2 separate regions of the Ovis aries genome follow, and region 2 is linked to region 1. A link is a contact called in public Hi-C data. All regions are on one chromosome and are shown on one strand. Each heading gives the region's core, a stretch centred on a gene start, on an enhancer-like site or on the middle of the called end of the contact. The rest is flanking DNA. Distances are from core to core; before and after follow the strand shown. Region 1 holds the start of ZNF706 (zinc finger protein 706). Region 2 holds the start of PABPC1 (poly(A) binding protein cytoplasmic 1).

The links. Hi-C and Micro-C count contacts between places; a contact is called where the count stands out from the background.
Region 2: a Hi-C map of blood shows a contact between it and region 1, with 5 times the contacts expected there. The contact joins the promoter of PABPC1 here to the promoter of ZNF706 in region 1. A contact is called at or near these places in 2 of 16 Hi-C or Micro-C datasets (both in blood).

Annotation. Positions count from the first base shown.
Region 1 is chr9:76,100,359-76,104,960 of ARS-UI_Ramb_v3.0, forward strand. ZNF706 (zinc finger protein 706) reads left to right here and starts at 2,767. Exons shown (of 4, transcript XM_015097897.4): 1 at 2,767-2,986.
Region 2 is chr9:76,554,721-76,559,322 of ARS-UI_Ramb_v3.0, forward strand. It overlaps PABPC1 (poly(A) binding protein cytoplasmic 1), which reads left to right and starts at 1,882. Exons shown (of 14, transcript XM_060393490.1): 1 at 1,882-2,597. The coding sequence starts at 2,405.

The DNA of each region.
Region 1 (4,602 bases), core at 1,517-4,016:
TAACTAAGATCACATACTTGGTTTCAGGACTTAGTGAAGCTCAGGTTCTTGAGGTCTCTTTGCAGAAAGAATTCAGTGAGAGACGTGTGATAGGTAAGAAGGGGATTTATTTAGAGAGAAATGCACTCCAGAGTGTGGACCATCTCAGGAGACAGCAGCCTCAAAATACGGTGTGGTTAGTTTTTATGGGCTGAGTTATTTCAAAGGTTAATGAGTGGGAGGATTATCCTAATTATTTTGAGGAAGGGGTGGGGATTTCCAGGAATTGAGCCACTACTCAGTTTTGGCTTTTGACGGCTGGCCTCAGAACAGCTGAAGTGACTTAGATGCATGCACCCACGCCCCAGATATGCAGGTTTTACAAACATGAAGAAATTTTGCTACACCGGATAGGTATCCTATGCGCTAAGTTTGTTCAGTCATGTCTGACTCTTTGCGACTCTGTGGACTATAACCCACCAGGCTCCTCTGTCCATGGGATTCTCCAGGCAAGAATACTGGAGTGGGTTGCCATGCTCTACTCCAGGGACCTTCCTGACCCAGGGATCAAGCCCACATCTCTTATGTCTCCTGCATTGGCAGGTGGGTTCTTACCACTAGCACCACCTGGGAAGCCCAGTGTATCCAACAATGTAACTCAACTCTGACACTATCTACCTGTTTGTTATTGTTCAGCCACTCAGTTGCATCTGACTCTTTGCGACCACATGGACTGCAGCATGCCAGGCTTCCTTGTCCTTTACTGTCTCCCAGAGTTTGCTCAGATTCATGTCCATTAAGCTGATGATGCCATCCAACCATCTCATCCTCAGCCTATTAAAAAGCAGAGATGTCACTTTGCCTACAAAGGTCAATATAGCCAAAGCTATGGTTTTTTTCAAGTCACATACAGATGTGAGAGTTGGACCATAAAGAAGGTTGAGCCCCGAAGGACTGATGCTTTCGAATTTTGGTGCTGGAAAAGGCTCTTGAGTCCCTTGGACTGCAAGGAGATCAAACTAGTCAATCCTAAGGAAATCAACCCTGAATATTCATTGGAAGGACTGATGCTGAAGCTGAAACTCCCAATACTTTGGCCATGCAAAGAGCCAACTCATTGGAAAAGACCCTGATGCTGAGAAAGACTGAGGGCAGAAGGGGATGACAGAGGATGAGATGGTTGGATGGCATCATCAACTCAATGCCATGAATTTGAGCAAACTTCAGGAATTAATGAAGAACATGGAAGCCTGGCAGGCTGCAGTCCATGGGGTTGCGAAGAGTCAGACAGGACTCAGTGAAGGAACAATAAAATTATCTAGGTTAACAGTTATTATGGTTATGGTGACTATTAATAAGCTACATCTTCATGATGTGTCAATAAAAGTCCTTTTAATTCCTACCATGTTTTATATGCTGCTAAGCATTGTGTATATAGTGGCACAAATGAGCTTACAATTGAATACTGGAGAAATATTGATTTGAACATGTAACTTAAAACTGCAATATGGAAGGGAGGGCGTGAAAAGGCAAGAGGAACCGAAATGAGGGTGAAAAGGAAGGACTGAACAACCAGATCCTTGTCTTATGCTACGTAAATGCCATCAGCAGTTAACTCCTCCCTAAACAATTTTGTGATTATACATATCCCAATCCAGGTAACTTGCGTTGTGTTTATGTTCAACTAACATTTCCCTGCGCAGAGACAAATCTGGGGGAGCGGAGGCTATGGGCAAGGTGGGAACGTCAAATGCAAAGTCTTCTTTGTTGTTTTATCTGTAGTTCTAACTAGAAACCAATGTGTGTTGGGGGAAGCAGAGGGCGAGGGGAAAAAAAAACACCAACGTCTACATGTCTTTCCCAGATAAACTTTAATCATCGTTACAAACGCCATCGCTCGATTCAGATATTAGAAATTACCTGATGTGGCCCATAAATCAAGACTCCCCGCCCCCGACCCAAAATCATCTCAACCATTCCCTTAAGTGTTACCAACTCAGTATATTGTTAAGTAGTCAGCTTGCAACAGTCAGGGAGGTCTAGCCGGCAGTTCTCAGTGACAGTCAGGCGTGAATCGTGAACTCACTAAACCCCTCAGATTGGTCAAACAACTGGGGTTTCCGTGGGAACGAGGTAAAAGGCAGCTGGTGAGAGAACAAAGGCTGCGCATCCCAGGCAAGGGCCTCCGGCCCGCTGGCCTCACTGGGGGCGGGGGTGGCGGTGCGCCCTGGTGGCTGGCTCCCGGGTCGGTGACCCACGCCGCCGCGGCGCTGGCGCGCCTCCCTGGGATCCCCACCACCACCACCACCACGCCTCCGCCAGGCCGAGGCACAGGAGGACGCCGCCGAGACTGGAGTCTCGTGAGAAGGAAGAGGCGCGGGGGCTGAGGCCGGGCCGCCGCCAGAGTGAGTGAGCAAGCGACCTGTGAATCACACTGCAGGCCATCACCCGAAAGGACCGAGATCACGCGGCTCCCGGGGCCGGCTGAAGCCGCCTAGAAGGGAGCACGCCGGAGGGGAGGGGCGCCGGGGACAGAGCGCGACGTCCCCTGCCGTTCCCGTCTCTGAGAGGCCGCCGTCCCGGCCAGGCCCCGCCCCTCGCACTTATGTAATAGGGACGCGCTACCATTGGCCCGCGAGACCGGAAGAGGCGCAGGCGCGCGTGCGGGTGGGGCGATGGGGAGGCGGGGCGGGAGGCCGGGGCAGGAAGGCGAGTGGGCGGGGGCTGCGCGGAACAGGCGGCGCTGGGGAGACTGGGAGAAGTGCGCGGCGTGCGCGAGCACGAGGCGTAGTGGCCTCCCTCAAGGCAGAGGCGGCGGGCGCGCGCGGCGGCGGCGGGTGCGAGTCGCGGGCTGTTGTGCTGCCGGCTCTCGCCTTTCCCCTCCTTGGCGGGTGGAGGAGGCCGAAGCGGTGCTGGGCGCGCTCCCCTTCCTCTCCCTCCGGCCACCTCCCCCCGCAAGCCCTCTCGTGCTGCGCGGTCTCTCCGACGCAAGACTGTCCCGGCCCGGGTGAGCGGCTGTGGGGGCGGCGCTGACGCCGCAGGACGCCCGGGAGCCGGGGTGGGGGGCCTGCCGGCTGGGTCGGCGGGGGCCGTGATGGGGCGGGCGGGTCAGCGCGGGTCGCGAGGGGCCGCCGGCCTGCCCCGCCTCCTTGGGGGCCGCCGAGCCTGCCCTGTCCCGGCGCGGGCCGCCGGGAAGGAGGGGAAGCTCGGGCGCCCGCCAGGCCCTGCAGGTGGCCGGCTCGCAGGCCGGCCGCGGCGGCGGCGGAGCGGTAACCTTACCCGCTGGCGGCAGCAGCTGGTCGGTTTCCCTCAGCTTGAGCTCCCGGTGGCCGAAGGGGCCGGGTTTCGGGCAGCGGAGGCCCCCGGGAGGCGTGTCTCGGGCCGGGGTCCGTGAGGAGGGGCCGGTAGGTAGGGGTTTCGGTGGCCGAGAAAGAGGAGGAATTCTTTTCCAGGCGGGAGAGGCCGGTCTGGGAAGGAAGGTGTGCCGGGCTTAACAGCCGGGCTCAGCGAAGTGCTGGCGAAGATAGACCTAACTGCCGGCCCTTTCATCCTCTCTCCTCTCCGAAAGGGACTTAGTTCACTAAAAAAGCCAGAGTCAAGTAGTTGTTCACTGCCCGGGCCTCTTCGTTTTCAGATACTTAATGGAAAATGATCCTACTTCCTGGATCCAAAAATTTTTTCTTACTCGTTTGTTTTGGTTTTAGGAGGCTCTTTTGGGGCAAGGCTTATACTTGGTACCTCCTGTAAGAGCCCCCCATATTGTAAGAACTCATTACTCGCTTTACTTACTTCCCTCTGTACAGCCCCCTCGGAAGACCATACAAAATAAAGAGTTATAAGCCAGCTTTTAGGTATTTGTAAATGACTTCTTGCCCCTCAGTTCGCTGCTTTTAATCAAGAAGTTATGCGTAGTTACGCTTAAGATTTTGTGGAAAACTCAGTTGGCTTGAGAGCAAGCCCTAAGTTGAGCTGTCCAAAAGCAGGTGGTTTGTTCGTTTGCATTTCTGCTTTCAAAAAGGAAATCAATGCAAGCGTGTCGCTAGAACTTAGGGGCCTGTCTTACGCATTTAGACTGATTTCAATTTCCTTTGCCTCGTGTTTTCTGTTTTAAAAATAACAGCAACCACAATCTTTTCTTTATTAAAGCTGTTATGTGTTTTTTGTTACTTTTGTGAGATGACAATGAGAATGGGAAAATGTATTGTTAATGTTGTATTTTATCAGCAGTGGTAACGGCAAAAGTTGCTTGTTTCAGATCACTGCGTGAATATTTTAGCAGAACAGCTAATAACTTCTAGATGTCAAAGAAACTTCTAGAATTAGTAGCTTACCATTTTATACAGGGTAAAACAGTTAAGAGGTTACCTCCATAATCAGTGTATTAACATACATGTCGTACATCATGTGGAAGAGTTCAGATCCATGTGAAGCCTGAAGTATTCTGACTTAAGGTACTGATACTAAGACATTGAGACACTAAGAATGTTATAAACATTGAGATATCATAAAGATTGAATACCTATCATTCAAATAATGCAGAAGTGTCCAAATCTGTTTCCATGGGAATAGGTTTGTAAACTTGCCATAAATACACTTTTTAAAAAAGCATTTCATTTGACTTGG
Region 2 (4,602 bases), core at 632-3,131, 450 kb after region 1:
TATTTATATGATTACCAGAGAGCTCATTAGAAGCCTCTTGAAGAAAGAAATTTGTCTTTCAAGTATCTTCCTCACATACAGATGCACTTGGTAGGTATTCAAGAAACGTATGGATGGACTGACTTTAACTAGAGAGTTCTAATAGAGTGAACGGTGATTTGTCATCTAGGTTAAGATCTGTCTTCCTAACGCACAGTCCTCAGTCCCGAGTCTTGCTCTTTTGCCTAATAAACTACATAAGGTGACTTGTTTTCTAAAATATCAGTATTATCCTCTTCCTACCAAGATAGGGGCAAAATAGTACTTATGCGGGATTCTGAAGGTTTAAATTTGAATTAAATGAGAATAAAGTACCCAGTCCACAACCAAAAATATATTTAACATGCTTTAAAGTTTATTGAATTAAAGAATGAATTGGACAATCATTTAACTTGAGACCGTTCTCTTAACAGTAAAATAAAATTATTACTTCTCGCTCCACCTTCCACACAAGATTGCTGTAGAGAATAAAAGATGCTAAAGCTTTAAAAATTGTAAAGTACAGTACTACTTTGAAGTGGGATTTGTATGTTGATTTAATGTCTTTCCTATCAACTGGTATTTTTGCAATTGATTCATTACAGCTAGCCTTCCTATTAAAGCCCCCAACTAACTCCACAACTATTGTACACATTTTTAATACTTCGTTTAGACTACTTCTGATTTTGCCTGGTTCCAAGTCTGTGGAGCCACGTACGACTGTGACAGACTCGCACTTTGCAGGAAAACATTTTTCTGGAGTCCTGTTCTCAGTTTCAAATTGCTGGCAGAAGTAGCACGAAATCAGTGACTCCACCCTAGCCTCTTAAGTGAATTGTGATCACGATACTTTAAAAAGGGAAACGGACAAAGACCTCAAAATAGTTTGCCCAAGTGAAAATCACGCTGACCAACGACAGCGCCCAGATGGGATACCCGGGAAGAGTCTTAAGGGCTCGGAAAGGAGAGGACCGGGAGTCCGAAGGCCCCTCCGCTCGCCGGTCCTCTACTGGAAGCACGACCCGGGTCCAGCGCTGGAACGGTTGCGGGGGGCGGGGGTGGGTGGGTCCCCGAGCGGGCGGCCAGGACCCGCGGCCGGTTGGGGGTCAGCGAGCACCGCGGCCGTTGAGGACTCCAGCTCCCAGCAGGCACCGCTTCCGCGGCCGAGGCGCGTGGCGGCGCTGCCCGCTGGGACTCGTAGTGCGGTCTGGTAGGAGAACCGGGGAGCCAGCCTGGGCTCCTTTTCGCCCACGTTGCGGAAACTGGGCCTGGTGGGAATCACGCCGGCCCACTCTGGCCCGGCGGCCCTAGGGGGCGGGGGTGGGGGTGGGGGCGAGTGGAACACGACTGGCTGCGGCGGGAAGCGGGCCCTCGGCGGCGGCGCACGTGGGGGGTAGTTAAGCGCCGAGAAACCCGGAAGCCCCGCGCCCCGCCCACCGCCCTGGTGACGGCTCAACGCCTCTCCCGGGTGGAGGTGGGGCAGGGTGTGTGGGAGGAGGGGCCGGCCCACCCGACTCCTCAGAGAGCCGCCCGCGAGCCGGTTCTCCCCTCCACTCCCCTCCCCCATGGGCCCTACGCCGCGCGGGGCCCGCCCACACCCCGGCGCGTGCGCAGAAGCCCCGCCCCTCCGCCCCAGCCCCACCCCCAACACCCGCAGCAGCAGCCGCCGCCGCCGCCGCCGCCACCTCTCCCTTCCTCTCTGCTCTTTTTCTCCTCCTGTTTTTCTCTTCCCTCCTCCCCCTCCGCCTCCTTGTCTCCTCCCCCTCCGGCGCTGACGCTCGCGTAGGGCCCTGGCGTCAGACGCGCGGGGGGCGGGGCGAGTGCGGCGGGGGGTATAAGTAGAGGGTACAGGAGGCGGTGCTTCCCCTTCTCCCCGGCGGTTAGTGCTGAGAGTGCGGAGTGTGTGCTCCGTGCTCGGAACACACATTTATTATTAAAAAAATCCAAAAAAAATCTAAAAAAATCTTTTAAAAAACCCCAAAAAAAATTTACAAAAAAATCCGCGTCTCCCCCGCCGGAGACTTTTATTTTTTTTCCTTCCTCTTTTATAAAATAACCCGGTGAAGCAGCCGAGACCGACCCGCCCGCCCGCGGCCCCGCAGCAGCTCCAAGAAGGAACCAAGAGACCGAGGCCTTCTCCCGCTGCCCGGACCCGAGACCGCCACCCTCGCTCCCCAGCCGGCAGCCAGCAGCCAAGCCTCCAGCGGCAGCGGATCGACCCGGTTCTGCGGCCGTTGAGTAGTTCCCGATTCCGGTTGATTTTTGTCCCTCTGCGCTTGCCCCCGCTCCCCTCCCCCCGGCTCCGGCCCCCCGGCCCCGGCACTCGCTCCCCTTCTCTGACGGGAAAGGTCGCGCGGCCTGTGGCCCTGCAGGCAGCCGTGCCGAGATGAACCCCAGCGCCCCCAGCTACCCCATGGCCTCGCTCTACGTGGGGGACCTACACCCCGACGTGACCGAGGCGATGCTCTATGAGAAGTTCAGCCCGGCCGGGCCCATCCTCTCCATCCGGGTCTGCAGGGACATGATCACCCGCCGCTCCTTGGGCTACGCGTATGTGAACTTCCAGCAGCCGGCGGACGGTGAGAGCCGGGCCCGGCGGGCGGGCGGGCGGGCGGCCATGAGGCTCAGGCGGCGGCGGGCGGGCTAGGCCGGCGGGCCCGGGGGGGAGGGGGCGGGAGGGCATGTCACCCAACCCGAGGCCAGCGGGCCGAGGCTGGGGCGTCAGGACCCCGGATCCCCGCGCCGGCCGGGCCCCGCGCCGCCGGCAGCCGCACGCCCCTCGCGCGCCCGGCCACTTCCTTCTCCGCGACCATTTTCTCGGCCTCAGCAGCGCTCAAACTTTAGGGTGATGACGCGCCCGGAGGGTGGATGAGATTGGGTTCTAACACCACGCGGCGCCCCCCCCGGTAGCGGCGAGATCCTGGGGGGTGTCGAGCGCCGAGACCCCTTCTCCGGTAGTCGGTGGAGGCACTCCCACCACCCCCAGGCTCCTGCCGGCGCCCCAGGACGGGGAGGAAGTGCATTTCGTTGCTCGAAAAATACCACGTGTTGAACCCGGTAACCTCCCAGGCCCGAGGCCTGTACCCTGCCGCGGGTCCAGTCGCCTGGGGGAGCCGCGGGGACTTGGAATAAAGTTAATCTGGTGGTCGTCCTCTGGTCTGCCACCATTCTCACTAACGTGTGAGTGACTGACGGTTCCAGAAGTGTAAATTACCACCGAGACGTTGCTTTGGGGGTTCAGACAGTTCTTGTAACAGCAAGTTAGGAGAGGGGATGTAGAAGATGACCCATCGTTTTCTCAGGCAATTTAGTTAGTTCTGATTTTTTTTAATCTAGTAGTTTCGTAGTACTGGTAATTCGTTTTTTTTTTCTTTTGTATTTTACCTCCTGAAATCGTCTCTGGTTTTGAAGGATTTTACTTAAAAATGTCGTCCCCAATTTTGACTGTAAAATGTTGCTTGTGAGTGTAGGGTGTACTAGACCGTTATACTTACGTGGTATTCTAGTGGTGATTTACTTATAAAAGTGGTCCAGAATATTCATACATCATGGGGAATGAGTGAAAAGTAAGGAATTAGTTTGAATATATGAGAAAAAAGATGCGATTAACTTTTTATTTTTATAAAGTTCACAGAAATTCGAATATTTGGCAAATAGGTATATGGCCTGATGAGTTGCGGAGATTTTTCTTTATAGCTGAATCAATTGACTTGGAAGAGTCATTTTCACTTAATTTTATGATACATTTTTGCCCTTTTTTCCCTTGACTACTTGAATATATGTCAAGTATTATAAGGAATTAATTTTTGTGGGAAAGGCCTTGAAGGTGGAATTTAAAACTTTGATCTCGTTAAGGAATTGTTTTTGGTCAGTTTTTCACTAGGTAAAGTTAATACTGAGATTTGGAGGTGACAGGCTGTCGAGCCACACCAAGTTGTAAAACTGCAGTGCAGGTTTTCTGCCCTTTGCTCTGTAGGCAGTAGTTCCAAATGCCTCTCTGTAAGGATTCTTCCCAACTCTGATCAAGTTTATCACTAAATGGAAGATCAGGGAAGGTAATTTGAGTGCAGATAATCACAAACTGAAGGGTTGATAGAGAAAACCTGAATGAACAAATTCTAGAAATGTGAATTTTTGAAACTGACTGTTAACATAGTTTCTAAACTTAACAATTTTAAATCAGAAAAAATAATTTCTTAGGATTTGAAAAGTTGGAACTTCAGGTTACCATGGTTACAGAACACTCACTATTATTTTCTATACCAGTAGACTTGTACTGTCAGTACTGAAAAGGCAGCATTTTTCCATCTTCAGTTTATTTTATTCCTATATGTATACAAATTATTCTCTTTCCAAAATACATGATCTTCCTTCTACTCCCCCCTTATTTTGCTACATCGGTGTAATAGCTTCTGAAAGTGATCGGTTTCCAATTTAACAGGAAAAGGTGACTCATTCAAAAGAAGCTCAAGCAAAGTCAGCTAAAAAACTAGGGGAACTGAGTAGGTGTGGCCAGTTGATAAATGAGCTGACAGCTGATTGTCACTATCTTCTAGAAACTGAAATTTTCATTTATAGAAAGAA